4 separate regions of the Rattus norvegicus genome follow, and all the other regions are linked to region 1. A link is a contact called in public Hi-C data. All regions are on one chromosome and are shown on one strand. Each heading gives the region's core, a stretch centred on a gene start, on an enhancer-like site or on the middle of the called end of the contact. The rest is flanking DNA. Distances are from core to core; before and after follow the strand shown.

Region 1 (5,446 bases), core at 1,993-4,492:
AATTCCTTTGGTCAGATCCAAACTCTGCATACACATAACTACCCAACTCCTGAAGTGGTCAAGCTTTTACTCTAAGGTAAAAGACACAGTTTCTAACTAGACAGCTCTACCACTACTGAGCTCTAAATGCACCAGAATGTAAACATTTCCGTCCATTGATCAGCAGGCTGCAGTGGAAGCCCAGGATAGATTCTGGCCACAATTACCTCCCATCTTTCTGAACCTGGACAGCTTCCAAAATCAGACTTTGGCACATAAAAGGAAGAATGTTTTGAGCAGGCAGCTCCGTGCTGTTTTTCTGTTCTTCCTGCTCTATACCCATTCTTGGAAAGCTGTTTTTCTGTTCTTCCTGCTCTATACCCATTCTTGGAAAACCATCACAAGAACAAAGGATGCTTCCACCCACCTCTTTGATTAAACACTCCATCACCAGGACTGTTACGTACCTGCAGATACCGCACCTGCATATTGGGAGTTCAAACTGCAAACGGTGCTTTATGTAAATTTAAAAGCACAAAGGGAGGTGTGTGTGTGTGTGTGTGTGTGTGTGTGTGTGTGTGTGTGTGTGAGAGAGAGAGAGAGAGAGAGAGAGTGAGAGAGAGAGAGATTGATTCATGTGCCTATGTGTGAATTTTAACAGCCATTGTTCATAAAGGGCCATTGTAGAATTTATTGGCTAACTATAGTGCTTTTCTAAGTACCAAAATTAGCATCAGTGGAATCTAATGCTATCTTTTTTGAGTATCTGCTGTAAGAAAACTGGGGGCCAATAAGGTGGACTATGTCCACTGTCCATCTTGAAAAATGGAATTAACTCCCCCTTCTGACAGCACTCTTCTAGGGCTCTAACAGAAGATAAAGCCTTAAGAACCTGCCCCTCAGGATTCCAGAGGTTGCTTATGCCAGGGGGACAGACCTTGTAGTTAGCTACTGTTACCTTTTCTGACCCAAACAGCCAGAACTTACAGCACAGCTGAAACCCTGCTCTTCCTTCAGTCATTCAGACCTTTTTATTTATACTCCAGGAATTATTAATAAATATAGATGACTTACCAGATTCATGAGCTATATAACTGCATCCCTCCACCCCCAGCAGCTGTGAAAGTCGGCACTGAGAAAAGTAACAAAGGTAGGTGTTTGCCCGGACATTCGCCCATGTCTTTAGGTGAGGTAACTTGTTTTCCTCTGCTTTTGGAATGTTACCTTTCACGATGAGTAAACAAGGCCAAAGAGAACTAAGAAAGCATCAAAGTTACAAAGCTCCAGTGTTACAAAACCTTTGCAAGCACCCAGAAATTTCCAGTAGGTAGGAAGATGAGGAGGACCCAAGCATCACCCCTATCTCAAGCACCAATCCTACCTCAAGCGAAGCCCAGCTTAACCCCATGTAGAAAGTTCTGAAGAATGACCCATTAGAGGCATCCTCTGTGAATACATTAAGCTTACCAAGTGTTCAGAGCCCATGAACTTGCAGCCTGCTTGCTTTACCACTGTGATGCCATTTAAATGAGTGCAGTTCAGTCTGAGTTATTCTGAGGAAGATTTTAAGCCTAAACCTCTAAATGATTGTCTACTCTATGGAAGCTGCCTCCTCTCGGGCTGCGAGCCAAGAAAGGAACGCCAGGAACACAAGCATCTAAGTGCTAGCAGGCTGAGCTGGAATCCCACAGGGCTAGAGAGTCAGGGTGGTATAAAACAACTACAACCAGGTGTATACTTAAGAAAACAGTTTGTCTAGAAGACCTACAAGACGTGCAACACGCTGCTGCGTCTGTGTTTTCTAAGCCCCCCCCCCCCGAAAACCAGAAGGCACTGTCTACCCTATCACCTTGGACCCCATCCCACAGGAAAGGGATGTCACGGTCACAATTTCTCATCTTGCAACCACTGTATGATTAAAACAAAAGGTGCACTTGAAGACCCAAGGGAGACAATGTGCTCCCTGGTTTAGAAGCACGCAAACATCAAAATAGCCACAGAAATAATGTATACCTTTTCTAAACACACCTTAAACATAAAATGAATCGTTCTTCCCAACATTTTTTAAAGCCCCCAGAGACATAAGTCTGAATGCTAAGGAAATGGTCCCCCAAACGCACATATATACTTAACTTGCATCTACAAAGAAGGCAGAGAAAAAGACTATTACTGTGAACATCAAAAGGGCATCTAGTTCAGTAACTTCGGCTCATTTACTCCTGTTCACACGCATGATGTCTGCCTCCAACACTGGGAGCACCTCCGTCTCTCTCCTGGTTTGAAGCTTGATCTCAATCCCACGAGAAAAGACACCAGGCAGATGTTCTCCAGCATTCACATTATTGACAACAATGGAACCACACTATAAAGATGTTTACAAAAATAGCTCTTCGCCACAGTCCCCTACAACACTTGCAACGCTATTTAACACGCTGGACATGCCAGTGAGGGCGACACCAAATTACAAGTCCAAGTTCACCGTTTCATCTCCACCCCGCCCACCAATTCCTAGCCTTTGAAATTAATGTCATTCTAAAAGGCAAAAGCTTGCAGGAGAGGAAACTCGTTTTTCAGGAACCAGTTTTCATTCATTTGGCTGAAGTCAAGTGCCCGCATGAGGAGGTCTGGGCATGGCCCCCACCGTCCCCCGGAACCGGCTACGAGGCACCCTGGGGAACCGATCCCACGCTCTGGGCTGCCTGAAGGCTGCTGGGAGCCGGGGTAATAACATCCCCCAACCTGGCTCCTCGCACACACCGAGACTTGCCCGGGCGTTACACTGCAGAGGAGAGGCAAGTCGCTCTCCCAGTGCTGTCTCACACCAGCCACAGTTCTGCCTCGAGAGCACCTCCTGGGCTTAAGCCACAGCCAGGGTGGCCGGCGCCGGCTCGGTGCTCGCAAGCACACCCTGCGGCAGACCTCCCAACCCCCGAAACCCGGGCGCCCGCAACAGGTTTGGGGTTGCAGGGCAAACTTACAGTAGTGGCGACTGGCCTCCGCACACAACCGGCTGGGGTTCTTGCCTCGGTCACCCGCAGGGAGCCGAAGAAAGGCGTCTCTGTTCCAGGAAGCGGTGGCGATCGCCGGGGAGAAAAGAGCGCCGGGAAGGGAGGCGATGGCGTCCCGGGTAGTGGCTCTCAGGCCGGCTCCGGCAGGCAGCTGATCTCGGTCTCCCGATCAGCAGCTACGGACCTGGCGCCCCGGCCGGGCCAAGCGTCTGCGGGCGCTCGCCTAGCCAGGGGAGAGTGAGCCTGCGGCGGCCGCGCCGCTAAGGAAGGCGGGCTGCACGCAGTGGGAGGGAGCCGGGCTGCGGCGGGAGCGCTGGCGGCCGCCTGGCGTCGGCTCTGGGTCTCTGCAGCGCCTCCGTCGCGCCGACCGCTCTGAGGCTGCGGGAGCAGACTGCGCCGGGCCACCGTGCGCCGGGCTATAAGTTGCGCCCGGGAGGGGGCGCGTATGCAAAGAGACTCGCTAGTGGGAGGAGGGAGGAAGCGCGTCCACGCTGCGGGCTGGAGCGGGAGGAGCTGGGGGCTGGAGGTGGGGGCTGTCGGGGGGAGTTTGCCGGAGAGGAACCAGGGAAGTGGGGCGGGGAGTGAACGGAGACAAAGCGGACGCCCTAGCTCAGCTACGGGCAGCTGCAGCCCCTGGGGACCGCGAAGAAAATAAGTTTGAGGGGCTCCGAGGACCTTCGCCTCTCCGGGTCAACCCTATTCAAGGCTGGGTCGGGGGCTGGGGCGTCCACTGCAGGGGAAAGCAGCCCTGGGAGCTTTCCTGTGCTCAAGGGTGCGGGGAACCTAAGAATGCTCAGTGGAATAGTCAAGGCCAGGCCGGGGGTCCCACGCACCGGCAAGCACAGCCACTCATTGGGTTAGATCCCCCAACCGCAGGCAGAGCCTCGTTCCCGCTGGAGCAAGGGAAGAAGCCCTGGTTTGGACCTTGGGGACACTGCGGGTCGAGCAAGTGGACTTTGGGTTACTTGCTGGCAAGAAGCCAGACTTCTACTCCAGGCTCTTGCCGGGTGTCTGCCTTCCCCACCCCAAATTGGTGAGGAACCCGCGACAGGACTCTGCCTCGCTCGGAGCTGGAGCCACAGCAACCCCGGCTGGGTCCTGCGGGCCCACGTGTTTCGCAACCAATCGCCAGGGCCGCTAGATTCAAAGCAAACTCCTCCAAGGAGCAGTCACGCTGCCTCCTCCTGGTAGGGAAGGCGTCTCAGTCACCTCGAGACTCGGCCTTTCTTGGGTTTTGTTGGTTGGTGGATTTTGGAGCTCAGTCAAGAAATAGTACCCCACCACACACACACACACACACACACACACACACACACACACACACACACACCGTAAAGCCTCGAGAGTATTCGAAAAAAAAATCAATTCATGTAGCCACAACTGTTTATGACTCTCATTTCTGACTCTTTGTGCCAGGGCATTTGGCTGGGAGCTAAAACGCCACTTTTGAGTTGGCTCTTACTCCGCATTTGAGATACGTAGGGACGAACTGTATAGATCATTGGCCCAACCCCTTATCGTACAGGTGAGCAAGGAAAAGTCTTGGGCGATGTGAATTGCCTGTCTGGAGATCTGCACACCCTCAATAGTGGCCCGGGAGATCGACTTTACCCTGTCCTCTCCATTTCCCCAACGCTGCGCCCCGAGTCTTCCTTTTCTTAAAACGCCAGGCGTAACAAAGGTTTAAACCGGCTCAGGAGGCTCCACATGGCGCTTCCTGAGAGCACAGCCTGCTGAAACCAGTAAGGTCGGTTCTTTATCCCAGCTCCCCTTCTGGCTTCCTCTCCCATTATCCAGGCTGATAAATGTTGCTCATCGCAAAGAAAGACAGTGCCCTCTTAAGTCCTTTCTTAGCATTAACTCGTCAGCCTCACTACAGCCTTTTCAAATCTGTTTCCTATTTTAATTTTTGATAGCGTCTTGGCTCCATTTTGCTTTACAAAGCCGGAAAAGCTCAATGGATTCAAAGTAAGAACCAGGTGCCGTGGGGGGTGGGGGTGGGGCAAGGAGCCAGGGGCAGCAAGAGCCAGGCAGGCTCAATTTAGTTCCCAAGGAGAGAAAGATACAACCAATAGAAAGCAAACGGGTGGAAACGGAGTTCTCACCAGAGATAGATTCTCACAAGGGGGAAATGGGAATGGGTCTCCATGTCTTTTAAAAACACCTTTCTATGTTCTGTGGCCAGGTATGAGAGGCACCACGGCCGACTACTGCACTTTCTGGTCCCTTCCTTTTCTGTTTTCACCTGTCTGGGATTGGGTCAAGCACAAATACATTGGTTTAGGGGACTAACACTTAATGTGTTCCAGTGGAGCAGTGTTCCATTAAGAAGTTAACACATCTTCTCTTTTGACGAAATACGTCTTTTCTTTTCCCCAAAGCCACCTTGAACTGCTGCCGCTGCCTAGAAGCAGTATAAGTACATACGTCAGCTGGATGGTTGGGGATGTTTGCCAGAA
Region 2 (5,446 bases), core at 1,643-4,142, 670 kb before region 1:
CAAGGCCAGAGTGTCACCGGCTGCCTTCTCACACAGCCTTAAGAAGTTTAGGCACGCGTAGATGCTCCCTGTTCCCACCCTCATCTCTCTGTGACAGACGGAGTTTAATCCTGATTCCTTGCTCAGAGCACATTTTCCTCTCATCTTGCCTGGTGAGAACTTTGTCTGCTATGTCCTGAGATCTACAACTGTATTCAAAAATGACAGCTCCAATACGTGCTCATCAAAATCTTGGCTCATATTAATATAGCATCTTCTCAAGAACTGGACTGGGAAGGATTTCAGCTGCCATTGTTCTGGATGAAGACACTGATGGCTATGAAAGGAACCCTTCCATCCCAAAGCCCCTTTCCCACCAATATGCATCTTCCTACATAATGAACTGTCATTTTCCCCCAAGGTCGATAAAGAAATCGCTCATTGATTGCTCACCAGGCAGGCATTGGGCAGAACTCAACACACTGACTCTCTTATTGGTTCCCCAGTGGCTTGCAGAAGACACTGTCTCCCATTTTGTAGAGTAGCAAACTAAAGTACAGGGCGGTGAAAGGCCTTGACCTTTGGAATAAAATGAGGGAGAAAGATTTGAACTTTGTCTCCCTCGGATGCCCACTTCCTCTGTCTTCCATTCCGTGAACAAAGAATGGGTCAGATTAGGAGACATGATTTCATTTTGTTTTTTTTTCTGATTGATTGATTGATTGATTGACTGATTGATTGATTGCATGTGAGAATACTGGAGCTGTCTTCAGACACACCAGAAGAGGGCATCAGATCCCATCACAGATGGTTGTGAGCCACCAGGAGGTTGCTGGAAATTAAACTCTGGATCTCTGGAAAAAGCAGTCAGTGTTCTTAACCATTGAGCCATCTCTCTGGCCCCAGCAGACATGTTTTAAGAAGTTTGAAGCCTGTGGACATCCTCTGTAACAAGAGCTTCCTGATCTTATCAGAGTCTGATTTGTACCTCTTCACTTCATTTGATTGTAACACTGTCATCCCCACCCCCATCCCCAAAAAAGCACAATCACCCACCTCAACCTCCCACCCTCCAAAAGCAACAAGCATTAGTGCCAGACCATCCACCATCCAGCTGTGGCACTGAGAAAAGTGTATCAAACACCAAGCACCCAGATTGTTCTACACTTTATAATTATTCTTAAAGATTTATTTATTTTATGTATATAAGTACACTGTAGCTGTCTTCAGACACACCAGAAAAGGGCATCAGATCCCACTACGCATGGTTGTGAGCCACCATGTGGTTGCTGGGAATTGAACTCAGGACCTTTGGACGAGCAGTCAGTGCTCTTAACCACTAAACCATCTCTCCAGCCCTGTTCTTACACTTTAAATGCACGTGGTTCATATGTGGAAAGGATTCTGTTTCACTTGAACTTTAGCAGAACAAATTTCTGTTCCTTCTTTGTTTGAGTGGTATGGTCCTTGCTTTGGACGATGGTGATGGGTATTCTTTCACCCCTAAAGATATAAGCATCTGCCCTGTGGCTCTGAAGACTGATCCCAGAACCTTGTTACTTGAGAAGAGACATAGCCAAGAGTCCTGTATTTCTGTTGATCGTTTTTTCTTTTGTTTTGTTTTTCAAGAAAGAGTTTCTCTGTGTAACAGAACCCTGGCTGCCGTGAACTGGATTTTGTAGACCAGGCTGACCCCGAACTCAAAGAAATCCACTTGCCTCTACCTGAGTGCTGGGATTAAAGGTGTGTGCCACCACACCCGGCACTGGTGAATTTTCTCTGAATAATTCCCAGCATCTGAAGATCATTGGATCTTTTTACCATTCTGTGATTCTGAGGCCAATCAATTTATTAGAATTGTGAGATAAATCTGAACTCATCCAAGTTGCTACATGACTTTTAGAAGCTCCCTGCTCACAGCCTTCCTGGATTTTATGGAATCATATTTGCCACTGGCTTCCCATAGACACCAGCATCTATTGGTGGAGAGAGAGAGCAGCTGAGCATGCCCGACAGACAGCATTGACAGGAAACACCAACACTAGCTCAGCTCTGGTGTGTTTCACCGATTGCACCTGTTTCTTTCATTCAGTCACAATGACCAAGTTTGGGGTGGGCCTTGGCTCCTAAGTCCAGGCATGGTGTCCTGAAGGCCCACATATTGTCAAGTGACCTTCATCAACCCCCATCACCAACATGAAGTCTGTAAAAATTTCTGTATTTAAAAAAAACATGCAACACAGAACTGCAAGCCACTCCCTGGTGTGACCTTCTTGTACTAAGGGTTTCCTCTGTGCTAGGCCACACAGTAGGCCACACAGTAGGGCAAGCATTGACATGACTGTCCTTCATCCTCACAGTGATCTAGAGATGGTAGGATGCTTTAGATTTTACAGGTGAGGAAGCAGGTTTGATGAGTATAATTGGGTTACAGAGCTCGTGATCAAAATATTAGATGACAGGGTCCCCTCTGCCTGTCACTAGGCTACCCTGAGGGCTCATCTTCTCAAATGTAGGGTTCTGGGAATAGAGTGCACGAGTCATTTATGGAGAAAAGGGGAGAAAAAGAAATTTCAAATGTTAAGAATACAAACATAAGATTGGGGATGCAGAGGCTTAGTCTTTTAGAACACAACTACTGCTGTTAAGAACCCATGTTTGCTTCCCAGCACCCATGTGGCAGCTCACAGCTGTCTGAAACTCTGGTTCCAGGAGATCCGACACCCTTTTCTGTCCTCCATAGGCATCAGGCACACACGTGCTGCATAAAAAGTGCATGCAGGCAGAAATTCTATATGCATAGGATGAACATAAATAAATGTCTGCCAAAACGGTTGAGTGCTGAGACACAGAGCCACTCTGAGATGATGGAATTAAAATAGAACCATGCAAGCGCATTTCAGCTGTTAATGTTTCACTCATGTTATTGATTTTTTTTCTTTAAATCTTCACTGGACTGTAAAAAAACTGAGGAGAGGGGTGGCCTTCCCTAAGGATGAGCACTCCAGTTGGTCACCCAGTGCCGAACATTCAGCCCTGAAAACATACGCACGTGTATGTTTTCATACATGTATGTATCATACAGAGTGACTAGGTTATAGTTAGCAATGTATATGCATGCTCATATACATATATGCATGCAATAACAATTTGTAAAAAAAGAAAAAACACAGAAAGGCCATGAATGTGAAGGAGAGGAGAATGTGCAGAAGGAAAAATGGGAGGATCTGGGGGGAAGGGGAGGCAGGGAGAAGAAAGGTTATAATTGAATTATAAATCTAAACAAAAAAAAAAACCCCAAACCTTTGCTAGTTACATAGCTAGAGTACTTTAGCCAATCATAAAACCAGGATTAATGGAATTCTGATGGAAAAAAGAGAAAGCAATTTGGAGCAGGGCACGTTATACTTCCTGTCAAATCGAGACATGCTTGATTTTCCAAAAGATATTTTTAAAGTAAATAAAGGATGTTCAAGCCTAACTCTGCTAATCCTTATTCCAGAGATGTTAAAGCCAGCGAGCACAGGCCTGGCATCGTCACCCACCCTGTGCCGAATGTTTGTACTTGGGAACCATTCCAGGGTCCAGGTTCACTCTCTGTTCATCAGCCCCCATGTTGGGTTATAAGGTGTCCTGATTGCAGGACGTGGCTACCCCTCCACCCACTGCCCTGCTGACTGGGCTTCTGTAACTCCTCTAGTCTTTGGGCTGGTGTTTGAATAACTCTAGAGGTCTTGGAGCATGCATATGAATCCTGTGTCACTTCTTGTTCCCCATCTGTGTTACAGAGTCCTTCCCTGGGTTAGTCTAAACTCTGCCTTTCCGTGACATTGACAGATTGACCTCAGTCCTGTGTTCTTGGCAGTATGAAGCATAATCCCGCCCTGTCCCACAAGAGGCAGATAGCACAGAAACCCTTCATTCGGGTTGCTGGCAATTTGTTACTTTTAAAGATTTGTTTTCTTGGGAAAGTGGTCCAGCCCTGGGAGACAAGTCTCGGTATTCTGCCGGGAACAATGTGCTTACTGTGTGGACTGTGTTTTTGGACACAAACAACCTGCATTGCTTAACAGTTTTGTGCAAACATGTTCTAATAGGCCTTAGTATGAGATTTGGTCATTTTAGCTCAAGGCCAAACTGGCTATATTTCAGGCTTGTAATAGACTCACTGGTTCCTAGGCACCCATATCATATAACATACTTGTTTTGATTTCTGTAATGAAAACTTTCACTTATTCTGATAGCAGTAGGACCTGATTACCAATCAACCTTTGACTATTTGTATGTTCAAGGCAGAATTTTTTCCTTCCTTGTCCAGCGTCGCTGCAACCCAGGAAGAGAGAAAGCTCTCTGAACATAGATCTATAGGCGACTGTTTCACAGAGCTGAACTTAGTTCTGAGAGTCCTGCTTCAGTGTTTAAGGCAGGGCTATAGCCCCATATCCCCACTAATAATAACTTCTTCGCTCAGCCACTTCCCTTCTGTAATGGAGTTCAAAGAGCTTGCAGGAAGTGCCTAATTAGCCCACATTATGTTAGGAAGTCTGAGAGATGTGCTGTATGATTAGCCCCATTTGATACAGAAGGAATGCTGGGAACCCTGAGCATGGGAAAACTGTAGGAGCTGGGAATCTGCCCCAAGACCTAACTCAAGCTGGTTGGCAGGGCCTTCATTGCCTGTCCTTATTTCACCCCTTCCTCCAAGGCCACTTCCTGAGGCCTCACCTTTCTGGAAACTTTCTTTCCCTATCAACTGTAGGTCATCCACCTCAGCCTGATTCATGTCTTTGTTTTCTAAGTAGGTGTTTGAAGGACACTTTGATTGATGGCCATTTAGTATTTCAATTATCTTTTATCCTTCAGGTATGGGGTGAATGTTTCTTTTTTCTTTTTTTTTTTTTTCCCCCGGAGCTGAGAACCGAACCCAGGGCTTTGCACTTACGAGGAAAGCGCTCTACCACTGAGCTAAATCCCCAACCCCGGGGTGAATGTTTCTTAAGCCAAGGACTATGTGTTCTGTACTTCCTGTTTATCCCAAATTGCACTTGCATAAGATGAATGTATTAAGGCTGGGGGTGGGGGTGGGGTGGACACTGCTTTTATTTCATAATATGTTAAGTGGATCTTTCCTGATCATAGCAATGGCGCTATCCATGATTAATATTCACACCCAGAATGTGATCATGGAAAGGGCACCAGTCAATAATTACCATGGTAATTGATCACCTACCGAATTGTGTTATGTTGTAAGGAAGATGCCAAAAAGGGCAAAATCCTGTTTCAGGAACTTCTAGTCTCATGGGCTGGGTATTCAGAGGATACTATTATAAAATGCCAAGTGCTGGGTTGCCTATGAACCACAGACATTTATTCTTATAGTTCTAGGGTCTGAGAAATCCAAGATGAAGAGATCAACAAAGTTGGTGTCTTGTGAGGGCAGGATTCTCATAGACAGCATCTTCCTTTG
Region 3 (5,446 bases), core at 1,438-3,937, 640 kb before region 1:
CCATGAACATCCATCTTCCTCTGTTCAACTCTGGGAAGGTCCCGAGTCCCTCCAGAGCCCCCATGCACTCTAGGATGATCTCAGAAATCTCAAGGCTCACTTGATTTATTTCCTGTCTCTCGGGGATTATTGTAATGTCATTGACGGAGGGGCAAAGTCTTGAAACTCTTTGTTAGATCCCTGTAGACTTTGATTTTTTTTCTTTTCAGTAATTCCAGGATAGAGAAATTTAGTGCTTTTTTTTTTTTTATACCATCTTGGCTAGAAGTGGAAAACACATGGACAATTTTAAAGTTTTTAACACATATTTTCAAACTGTTCCCCGGGACTATCAGAAAATAAATAACAGAACCCCAGAGCATTACGTTCAATATCTATTATTTTTATTAAATGTGTCACCTGGACAAGTAAGTGGTGAATACTGTTTTTTTAACATGGTTATGAACTAACTACCCGAAAGGTTCATAATTAACAGCTTTGATCTGGTTGTGTTGGTAGGTGTCTTAGCTAAGGTTTCTAATGCTGTGAAGAGAAACCATGACCATGGCAACTCATAAAGAACATTAAATTGAGACTTGCATATAGTTCAGAGGTTTAGTCCATTATCATCCTGGTTGGGAAGGGTGGCAGTGTTCAGGCAGATGGGGTGATGGAGAAGTAGCTGAGAGGTCTATATCCAGACCAGAAAGCAGCAGGAAGAGAGAGTGACGCTGGGCCTCACTTGAGCTTTCGAAACCCCAAAGACCACTCCCAGTGACACAAATTCTCCAACAAGGACATGCCTCCTAATGCCAGTCAGTAACACTGCTCTCTAATGACCAAGCACTCAAATATGTGTCTATGGGAGCCATTCTTATTCAAACCACCAGAGTGGGCCCAACCGCTGAGAGGTGGTTACTCTTCTTTCCTTGTGTGTGCATATTGGTGTTCATGTGCATGTGTGTGTTTGTGCACAAACACATGTCATGTTGGGAAACAAACCCAGGGACTTCGGGTACACTAGGAAAGTGCTCTAGCACCTTCCTGAGCTACATTCTTGGCCACACCAGGTGATTGAAACATGAGAGCTCTGGCTTTATCAATGAACTATCTCTAGGATGGATTCTCAATATGGTGGTATTGTTGGTATGTTGGAAAGGCACGGTGGGCCCCACTGAGGGAAGGCCTGTCCCAGACCAGAAGATATACCTTGTTCCTGCCCTCTTCCTATTTCATCCTTCCCTTCCTGCCAGCCAGGAGACGAACTACATAACAAGAAGAATGGTCAGCCTTGTCTCAAGTTGGCAATCAGTGGCAGAGCTGGTTGGGGACTGAGGCCTCTGAAACCAGAGCTTTGGAGCCTCTGATTCTGGAAGCTTCACTGTTCTTTTAGGTTGTTTTTTCAGGGATTTGTCACAGTGACAAGTAGTATACATATCATTCTCTGAGTCACCAGTGAAATAGAGCGTGCTCTCATCTCTTCGTGAGTCATTTGTAGTTCCTCTTTGGTGGTCTTGACTGTTCATGGGCTTTATGACATGTTTATAAGATCCAAGGAACACTTATGGGACCCAAGTCAGCACCAGGCTAGAGACGCCATGGAAACGCCTCGGATTCCTGTTCCAGAAAGCTTTTCTCTGTAGCAGGAGGCTAGAGAACAAGATGGGGCAGGGAACAAGGAGGAGCAGGGAGGAGCAGGGAGCAGGGAGGACCAGGGAGCAGAGAGGAGCAGGGAGCAGGGAGCAGGAAGCAGGAAGCAGGAAGCAGGGAGCAGGGAGCAGGGAGCAGGGAGGAGCAGGGAGCAGGGAGGACCAGGGAGGAGCAGGGAGCAGGGAGCAGAGAGCAGGGAGCAGGGAGCAGGGAGCAGGGAGCAGGGAGCAGAGTGAAGTGTCCAATCAAGGTGATCTAAAAGCCAGAACCAGCCTGTTAACTAATTCAGAACACACACTAACCAGCCCCTTCTTAGCCACAGACATGGTTTAATTATGAGCCGGCCCATGTACAGTTCTTCCGACAGACACTAGCTGCCTTGTGATTGAAGGTGGTGGCCAGAGATCTGGATTTACTGGCAACTTCACGGATGCGAATGGGGTTTGGCACATGAAACTGTGTTGGTCAGATCTGTGATTCGTCAGACTGGGCCCTGTAGTGTCTGCTTGGGCCAAACAATACTCCTCATTGGAGACAGAGTCCTAGTCACTCTTGAGCTCATTTCACTGGGGAAACATAACTTGGTGATTTAGTGAAGTTCCTCCATCCGACTGTGTCAGAAGCAGATTAAAAGTAGAGAATTATCTGAAAGGCCACACCTACTTCAACAGACTTTGAAAGTTCTCATTAATTTTGATTAAATTTAATCTAACACAATATGTAAAAAGAACACTTTGTACTATTGTTGAAAGTTTCCAAAATGGTTAAAACAAAACTGACATTTATTTTTATTCATCAGACTGAGTCATAATATTCTACAGATTGTTCAATATCAGCGATCCCGGCCCTCCGTAAGGATTCTATACAGCAAGCGTCAGAGCGGAGCAACCGCGAGCTTGCGAATGTGTTCACGCAAGTGCCGGCGCCATTTCTAGCTTGTGCCTTTACCGGGAGGAACCTACCGGGAGGAACCAGGAAATGTTTGGGTCTATCCTACGTCCGCTTGTGGATTGCCATCCTCAGTGTGCCGTGACAAACTGCTGCGGCTGGCCGGTTTAAGCAACAGAAATGTGTAGCCGTTCTCAAGCCCAGAAATGCAAGATAGAGGAGGCACCAGCAGCGATGCCTCCTGTGGACAGATTGGCTTGCAGATGGCAGCCTTCTCGCCAGCCATGTCCTCGGATGGCCTTTCCGGTATAGTTACCTCCCCCATATCTCTTTTTCCCCCTGAGGACATTGGTGCTGCGTCTCTTACAAGCTCACTTAACCTTAATTATCTCTTTAAAGGCTCTATTTCAAATAAAGTTACATTGAAGATTACGGCTGCTACATATAAATTTTAGGGGAAGCAATTTAGTCCGTAGTAATTTGCAAAGAGGACCCTGTGCTGGGATGTGTGTGTGGGGGGAGGGATAGAGGAAATAAAGAAGAATTCAAGTTTAGTGCCAAGTTTCTCAGTGCTTCTAGTAAGAACATTATCGAGAAAGTGTGGGAGTCTTCTTTTAACCCCTGAATAAAAAAGTGGTAATGGGCCAGTAAGGGGAAAAAGCCAGGGAGGGCAAGGACAGTCTGAGCATGCATATAAGATCTACCCTGAGAGCGTTGATAAGATCCAGGAGGCATTTCCTGGAAGCTTTATGATGCCCGTGGGCTTTTGAAGTTTTAAACCGGTAGGTTACAAGGCTGACCAAGAAAATAAAAGGCATCATAACATAGAACTACCCAGCCCCAGACTAATCAATTGAAAGATTGGTGATCACTCAGACATAACTTCCTGTTGGATGATAGTTCTCCATGTAGTGGTGTGCTGGAGACTGAAAATTGTCCTGCAGGAGTCACTATCAATGCATGCACCCCCGCCTCCAACTCTCTTTCTTTCTTTCTATTAAGTGGCTTATATTGTGTTTGTGGCTTGGAATGGGCCATAGTAACTGGCAAGCCCTATATAAATGAGAGCTTGGAGATTTTCTAAGAGTCTGTTACTAGAGTTAATGGGCAATCACTGGGTCATCTGTCCATGTCCATTGGGTGCATACGATTGCTCACCTCTTGGTGCTTATTACTTAAAACATCTGAAAGAAAAATAATCAGTAAAAATAAATGACAACCTGGGGGTAGGGGAGATAACTTAGTTCCTCGAAAGCATGAAGACCTGAGTTTGTCCCTCAGGACCCACATAAAAAGCCAGGAGTGGTGGTGTGCACTTGTAATTTTAGCACTAGGGAAACAGAGACAGGTAGATTCTTAGGGCTAACCTAATTGGTGAGTACCAAACCAGTGAGAGTCATTGTCTCAAAACACAAGGTGGACAACATCCAAGGAATGATACCAGATATTGGTCTCTGGCCACAGATGTTGACAAATGGACATGGACAGATATCTTGCAGGTCTGCTTTGCATTGATCAATCTTAGCTCAAGAGCCACCTTAAGCTCTGGTTTCCCTGCATCTTATTTGGGGTTTTACTGCTGTGAAAGATGCCATGGCCAAGGCAACTCTTACAAAGGCAAATATTTAATTGGGCTGGCTTACTACTTCAGAGGTTCAGTCCATTATCATGGTAGGAATCATGGCAGCGTGCAGACAGACAGACACGGTGCCGTAGAAGCTGCTCAGAGTTGTACATCTTGATTGGAAGGCAGCCAGGAGAAGGCTCTCTTCCACATTGTGTAGAGCCTGAGCATAGAAGGAAACCTCAAACACTATTCTATATCCCACAGTGACACGCTGTCTTCAACAAGGCCATACCTCCTAATAGTGCACTCCCCAAGGGCCAAACATTCAAATCACCGACTCTAGGGGGCCACACCTACGCAAACCACCACACACGGCTTTGGGAAACCCAAATGGCTCTGTCAACACATTTGTCGCCCTATGATCTGTGTGTGTTGAGTGCCTTGGAATGCTCTAATTGCTGATAAATGACGGTTGTTTAGAGACGTCAGGTATTGGCTCTTCACAAAGAAGAAGCAAGGGAATGGGCAGGTAGCTGCGTTTTCGAGGCAGATGACTGAAGGAAGAAGCTTCACCTCAGACCTGGAAAGGCTGGGACCTTCTCAGACTCAAGGATGCAGGATGGCAGCAGAGGAAGGAAGATGAAACACATTGGCAACCTAAACCCTAATCCCTATCTGCAGTGGAGAAGGCGGATGGGAGGTGTTAGCAAACTCTGTCGGTTCGGTGCTAGGAAGCCAGCCATTGGAAAGTTCCACAGCCGTTCCATATGTCACAGCACAGTTAGGAAACCTTCATGGAGTCTTCCCAGCATCAGAAAAGGGACTCACACTTTTCCCGCTGCAGTGATGTCATATCTTGTCACAGTCCCCAGAAGGAAGCTAGTATCCAAAAGCATGCTATCCTGGGAGTCAGAAAGCCCTGCCTATCCCCATCTTTGAAGTCCTCAGATATCCTACCATACTATCACAGAGGTTCCAGCATCACGAGCATACTGAACGAACCCTAAAGACCAACTAAGACCCAAGTACCCAAGCCTGTATGGTCCTCTGCAATGCCTGAGGAAATGTCTATTCTGCTCCTACTGCCTGTACCCTCATTACTGGAGTGGACACACGATGGGCACCCCATTCTCTTATATTTTTGATTGTGAGCCTAGCCTTTAACGACTGAGCCATCTCTCCAGCCCGGGCACCCCATTCTCATTGCTATGTGCATCCTATGTGCCAGGGTGATGAGAGAGTCCTTACTTATGTGTAGACCCAAGAGACGGTGGCTCCCTCTGATTACATAGTTGGCCAAACCCAGAATAATCTATTGGAGATTACATTATTGTCTTCATTAGGGTTTCTATTTCTGTGATG
Region 4 (5,446 bases), core at 2,095-4,594, 550 kb before region 1:
TTACATCGAAGCTTTAATCTGCTACCTCAATTTTTCAATGAACAAACATTCTATCACAACAACTGGGGATCCATGAAACATTTTTTCACTCTTTCTTTGGCCTATTTGTTTGACAATAAAGTTTCACATCTGGCTGACAAACCCAGTGCCAAGTTTCATCTTAATGTAATTTCGAGCGGAAGAGCTGTTACGTTCGAGCAAGCAAGAAAGTCCAGGCACTCTAATGGGGGTGACTTGATGGCCTTTACGCACAACTGCCACTAAACCGACAGGATTGTTGTTTTGAGTGACAGGGATCTCAGAGTCCTGTTGCAGACCAGGAGAATTGTTCTGAATTCATTCTTCACTGGTTAAGACAATCATGTCTTGTGCATCTTGCCTCCCAGTCTGCTGGTTAATTCGGTCAATTTGACGGGATCTAGAATCTAGGAAACCAGGCTGTGCTGTGGACGTGCTTTGTGTGTTTGTAGAAGGAAGGAGTCGCCAAGGCTATGTGTTGGGATCCCAGAAGGAACACAAAGGAGAAAGCAAAGTGGTCATTGGCCACCATCTCTCCCTGCTTCTAGACGGCAGATACATAGTTGACCAGCTGCCTCACGCTCTTCCATGACTTTCCTGTTCCAATGACCTGAGTCCAAATAAATCATTCCTTCCTTCAATTGCTTTGTCAGGTATTTGTTTTCACACAGCAAATAAGAAATGAACCGATTCACAAGGCCAGAAAAGGAAACCACAGAGGCTAGGAAAAAATAGGGCCTTCCTCATTTCCTCCTTTGTGTCAAATGTTTGACTGCCACCGCGAAGATTCTCTGAGGTAAATGTTCCCAAATGCTTGGATATGAGGATAAAGGTAACTGCAGTTCAGTTCAGTTGGTCAAACTCATCTTCCTCAAGGGGACCCCTACCCAACCCCGGATACACTGCCATCAATTCCTTTCTGCTTCTCTTATCTTGGCAGACTAGCAGTCCTTCGCTCAAAACCCAATGCGAATGCTCTGTAACAGGCGGCATGCCCCACCCCACCCCACCCCCACATTTTCATCGCTCAAGTGTGATCACGATTTAGTATTTCTTGCTTATACCACACCCAAAATACGTTCCCAAATGGCAGCCTGCTCTAATTCATGTGAGCGGGGCTCAGGGTCTCCCTCCCGGGGGCTCTGTTATCTGTCTCCAGGGCCCTGTGGACACCAACTCATCATGAGAGGAGAGTGGGAACAATTACGTGGGATGCAAGTAGGGTGGAGCCTCCTGCACCACCTCTCCTAACATTTCATTAGTCCTAAGAACGAGCTGCGCTGTGGAGAAGTCTGGGAACCGCAGCCCAGCCATCTGGCCAGGAGGAAGAGGATTTGGGATAGTTGAGTCACGGCCTGCTGTCTGCTTCCTCACCTGGAGCTAAACTTGACCGTAGACTTGGTGTTCTGTCTTCTCCCAACCCCCAGCCTCAGAGGTCATAAAGGCCCCCAACACATGTACTTGACTCACATCTGCCTTTAGTCCTGATCCTGTCTCCAGACAAGTGAACGCATGAATTTTAGCCAGATGAGGAATTGTGTAGACATGGTTTATGAACCTTGGACCTCCTTATTGCAAGAACAGACGATGAAGAGGAACAGATACAGCCGGTAAGGTCATCTTTTGCAGAACTAAAAAAATAAAAAAAGGATTCTTGTCTTTTCTAATTATTAAAATAGCATGTGCTTATTGTAAAAGATTGGACGAAAATGCCGAAAATCTTTTAAGAGAGAGGATAAAAATCACCCATAATCCCCTTTCCTGAGAGATTCTAAAATTTTTCTGGCTCATATATTCAGAGACTACTTACATGCACACCGTTTCAATTATTTTGTGTCTGCAAAACAGACCACCTTTATCTAGTATACACCATTTTGGAATGTGATTTCTTTCACTTGCAAAAATATGTTATGAATATCCAAACATGCAAATAAGGCTATTTTTGACTACATATTCTTTAATAGCGTGTACCTGCATGGGAACAAACATACAACAATACATCATTTAGCTTAGCTAAACAAATACAGACTTGAGAGTGCCAATGAGACCCAGGATTGTGTCTATTTCATGTATCAGTTTTCTCCAGAGTGGGCTACCTAGTGTTTTGGTCCTGACAGAAGTTTAACAGTTTTCCGGTTAAGCAAGCCATCAACGAATCAAGTGTTCTTAGAGTCTGGTATGCCAACAAGTGACATGGGGACCCTGTTAGAACTCAGATGATTATTCAGAACGGCTAGGCTGGCCTGAAGGTTGTGCCCAGCATCTAGAAGCTACTTACACTTCTGTTACCGGAGTAGTGATTATCTAAACTAGTAATTCTCTACTGGGGAGATGTAAAGACGTAGAGGACATTGATCTTGAGACCTCTCTCTCTCTCTCTCTCTCTCTCTCTCTCTCTCTCTCTCTCTCTCATACACACACATACACACACACACACACACACACACACACACACACACACACACAGTGAGTAGCCTATACATGTATGAATGTGTGCATGTACACATATGTGTTTATTTGTGTTTAGGCTTCACAGATGATTCTGTTTCTTTTGAGCACTTCAATGAAGACGGTGGACATCCTGTCCCTTCTAAGAAGCTGACCTCAGTGAAGCTGCTTGGCCCTGTTCTTCTGGACTCCAGGTGTCTGTGTTTATGTGGGAGCAGGGCTCCAGCCTCTGCAGTTGCACAAGCCAGGAGCCCTGACAAACATGACATTAGCTAGAGAATATTTGCTAAGCAAATGAGCAATGTAAATAAGGCTTGGGGGAGTAGGAAGGGAGTTCAGCTAGGAAAATGCTTGAGAGTGAATTGTGTGCAAGCATCTTTAAAATCGTCCATTAGTGCTTCGTAATTTTAAATTAATTGCAAATGTGTTCTGTCGGGCCATGTTGTTTATATTTCTACCTATGTACATGCGTGCATATAGGACAAGCAAACAGCTGCCTTTCAGCCACTCTCTAATCCATGGGTTTTATTTATAGCTCAGATAACCTCAGCACACCAGTTTGCGAACTCAAGTGAAACGACACCACAGTTACTGCCCATATTCTGAAGCCTCATCGCGTGCATTTGTGCTCCTCAGAAACATATAGAATTTTCAGAAGAGTGACATCCTTGTGTCTGTGACTCAGTTAGGAGTATGGCTTCTCCCTGCCTCTGCTCTGCACATGCGGGCTCCTGGGGTGTCTCTTTCCCACAACCCTGACCCCAGCCACTCCACCTTGGCCTTTGTCTTTTGCAGCTGCAGTCCCCCACAGAGTTGGCGCCTCCCTTAGTTACATTCTTGCTTTGACCTGGACCCTTTCCAATGGCTTTCTGCCTGGCCAAGGTTTCAGCTAGTCAACCCTGGCCACCAGTGCTCTCTGTCACCACGAGCACCCTGACAGCTCCACAGTGTCTTGTAATTAGAAAGAAAACCACTCGCTCCCTCCAAGCCATCTTCAGATGAGGGTACTGTGGCTGGGTCCTTGGCCCTCAGTTTATTGGAAGGTTTATTGCAACACCTGTCAGCTTACCTACTCAGCTTCAAGGGGTGGACCAACACCACCAGGAGATCAGCAGCCTGGAGGATTCGTGTTTGGACGTCTTTCTAAGAGCAGGAGAGAGGAAACTCAAGTGCATACGGGCAAAATTTTGAAGATTTAAAGTTTACATTTTCCATTAGAAAAGTGGAATACATTTTAAAAGTCGAAGAATGTTGAAAAAAAAAAAGACTCAGTTGTGTGACAGACTACTGTTTAGTATGAACAGTTCCAAAAGAAATGCTCCGTCTTTATGCATTTCTCTAGGAAGCTCATAATTCCAAGTTTATTCCAATTTCACACACCTTTATTTTGACAGCGTTTCAAGAGAGTTACAGGAAATCAGCTGGGTGTCTAGTAGAATACTTACAGTGGAAGTCTTTGAGTCTTCGAGTGGTGCTTTCCCCACTCAGTGGTGAAGCCGAGTCTTTATGCTTTGACCTTACCCTGTGGTTGAGTGTGTCTTCTCATCGGCCTCTCCAGCCTTGATCTCTGCTGAATGGTGGGTGTGTGGCAGTCCAGACCACACCTAGCAGGCATCTGTCTTTATCCACAGCTCAGTGTCCAAAGGCAAATTAGCTCTTCCCAGTTCCCCTCCAACCAGATCCATGTCTCACCAGCCATTGCCTATTTGGGAAATGGCTCTATTTTGCTATTCCGTAGGAAATTTACTAAATAATTTTCAAAGAAGCGAGAGAATTTAAAAAGTTGTTTGCTCCCTAGACCTGAGGTGAGAGCATCTCCCTTTGTCTCATGGCTTTAAAAGATGCATGCAAATATGAATGCGTGTATATATGAATGCATGTACATGTGAGTGCCTGTACATGTGAATGCATGCATATATGATTTATACATGTTTGTGTGTGGACGCACTATGCCATGGCACCATTGTGGAGGCCAGTGGACAATCCGTGGCAGTTAGTTCTCTCCTTCTATCCTGTGAGTCCTGGGGAACAAACTCTAGTCATCAGGAGTGGTGGCAAGTTCCGTCACCCATTGAATGATCCTCCCAGCCCTCCTTACTGTTTTTAATAAGAGAGAATCTAATAAAGCTAACCATTGCAGAAAATTATAGTGGCTTCAGGAAGTGTGTGCGTGTGTGTGTGTGTGTGTGTGTGTGTGTGTGTGTGTGTGTGTGTGTGTGTGTGTAGAGAGAGAGAGAGAAAGAGAGAGAGAGAGAACGAGAGAGGGGGGGAGAGAGAGAGAGAGAGAGATGCTGAGACGGAGGAGATGAAGTTAGGCAAGGATTTCAGAGCCAGATGCCATTTTGGAATGAAGTCAGTGGCCATTGTTCCTGCATTCTCAGCATCCCAGGGGAACAGGAGTTGGGCGTGCACTACTGGGGATGCAGTGTCTCCAGCCAGCATGGCTCCATGCTGATGGGCACCAAGCATGCTGATGATGTCACTGAGCACAGCTGCTGCCATATCTGCTCTGGAGTTTGTTCCCAGCCTGGCTTAGACTTGGCGTTGTTGCTGGCTGGATGTGAGCAATCAGTGGGAGTCTTTGAGCACATTCTGTGCTTCCTAGGCTTGTCCAGGATAGGATTCGCTTCTCGGATCTATTTATCAATCTATTTATCCTGAAAGGGGAGGTCACAGCCGCTGCCGCTGCTCATAATTGGTTCTTCATGGTGTCTTTCCACACTGGCTTGAAGAGAGAGATGTGCTACCTGACTCCTTGTCTTCCAGTTCAACGATGCACATTAGCCAAGACTGAACTGTCCCGGGGGAGAGCAGACCCCACACCCAGGCATTCGATGAGCTATGTGATAGTGGGCAAAAGACTTAGTTTCTCTAAATCTCAATTACGTCATCTATTAAAAGTAAATAACAATCTTACAAGACTATTTTGGTATTGTGCTTGACCTATGCAATATTGTAGTTAATATAGGTGATGATTCAT

The links. A called contact is a pair of places that touch in the nucleus more often than the background predicts.
Region 2: a contact with region 1 is called in a Hi-C map of liver, with 6 times the contacts expected there. The contact joins the enhancer-like site here to the promoter of Enc1 in region 1. A contact is called at or near these places in 4 of 12 Hi-C or Micro-C datasets (the A7r5 cell line, kidney and liver) and 1 of 1 datasets of contacts at active chromatin or transcription factors (oligodendrocytes).
Region 3: a contact with region 1 is called in a Hi-C map of frontal cortex, with 2.6 times the contacts expected there. The contact joins the enhancer-like site here to the promoter of Enc1 in region 1. A contact is called at or near these places in 2 of 12 Hi-C or Micro-C datasets (the A7r5 cell line and frontal cortex) and 1 of 1 datasets of contacts at active chromatin or transcription factors (oligodendrocytes).
Region 4: a Hi-C map of kidney shows a contact between it and region 1, with 4 times the contacts expected there. The contact joins the enhancer-like site here to the promoter of Enc1 in region 1. A contact is called at or near these places in 3 of 12 Hi-C or Micro-C datasets (frontal cortex and kidney) and 1 of 1 datasets of contacts at active chromatin or transcription factors (oligodendrocytes).

Annotation. Positions count from the first base shown.
Region 1 is chr2:30,283,070-30,288,515 of GRCr8, reverse strand. It overlaps Enc1 (ectodermal-neural cortex 1), which reads right to left and starts at 3,242. Exons shown (of 3, transcript NM_001003401.2): 1 at 2,958-3,242.
Region 2 is chr2:30,948,412-30,953,857 of GRCr8, reverse strand. No RefSeq gene overlaps it. Among named protein-coding and RNA genes, the nearest start is that of Arhgef28, 340 kb to the left of the region's middle. Within about 2 kb of position 2,892, at least 13 of the 93 cell types and tissues checked have an H3K27ac peak or open chromatin away from gene starts, as enhancers often do. A contact at or near this core is called in liver, where this site is marked.
Region 3 is chr2:30,923,697-30,929,142 of GRCr8, reverse strand. No RefSeq gene overlaps it. Among named protein-coding and RNA genes, the nearest start is that of Arhgef28, 370 kb to the left of the region's middle. Within about 2 kb of position 2,687, at least 18 of the 93 cell types and tissues checked have an H3K27ac peak or open chromatin away from gene starts, as enhancers often do. A contact at or near this core is called in the A7r5 cell line, where this site is marked.
Region 4 is chr2:30,828,444-30,833,889 of GRCr8, reverse strand. No RefSeq gene overlaps it. Among named protein-coding and RNA genes, the nearest start is that of Arhgef28, 460 kb to the left of the region's middle. Within about 2 kb of position 3,344, at least 6 of the 93 cell types and tissues checked have an H3K27ac peak or open chromatin away from gene starts, as enhancers often do. A contact at or near this core is called in kidney, where this site is marked.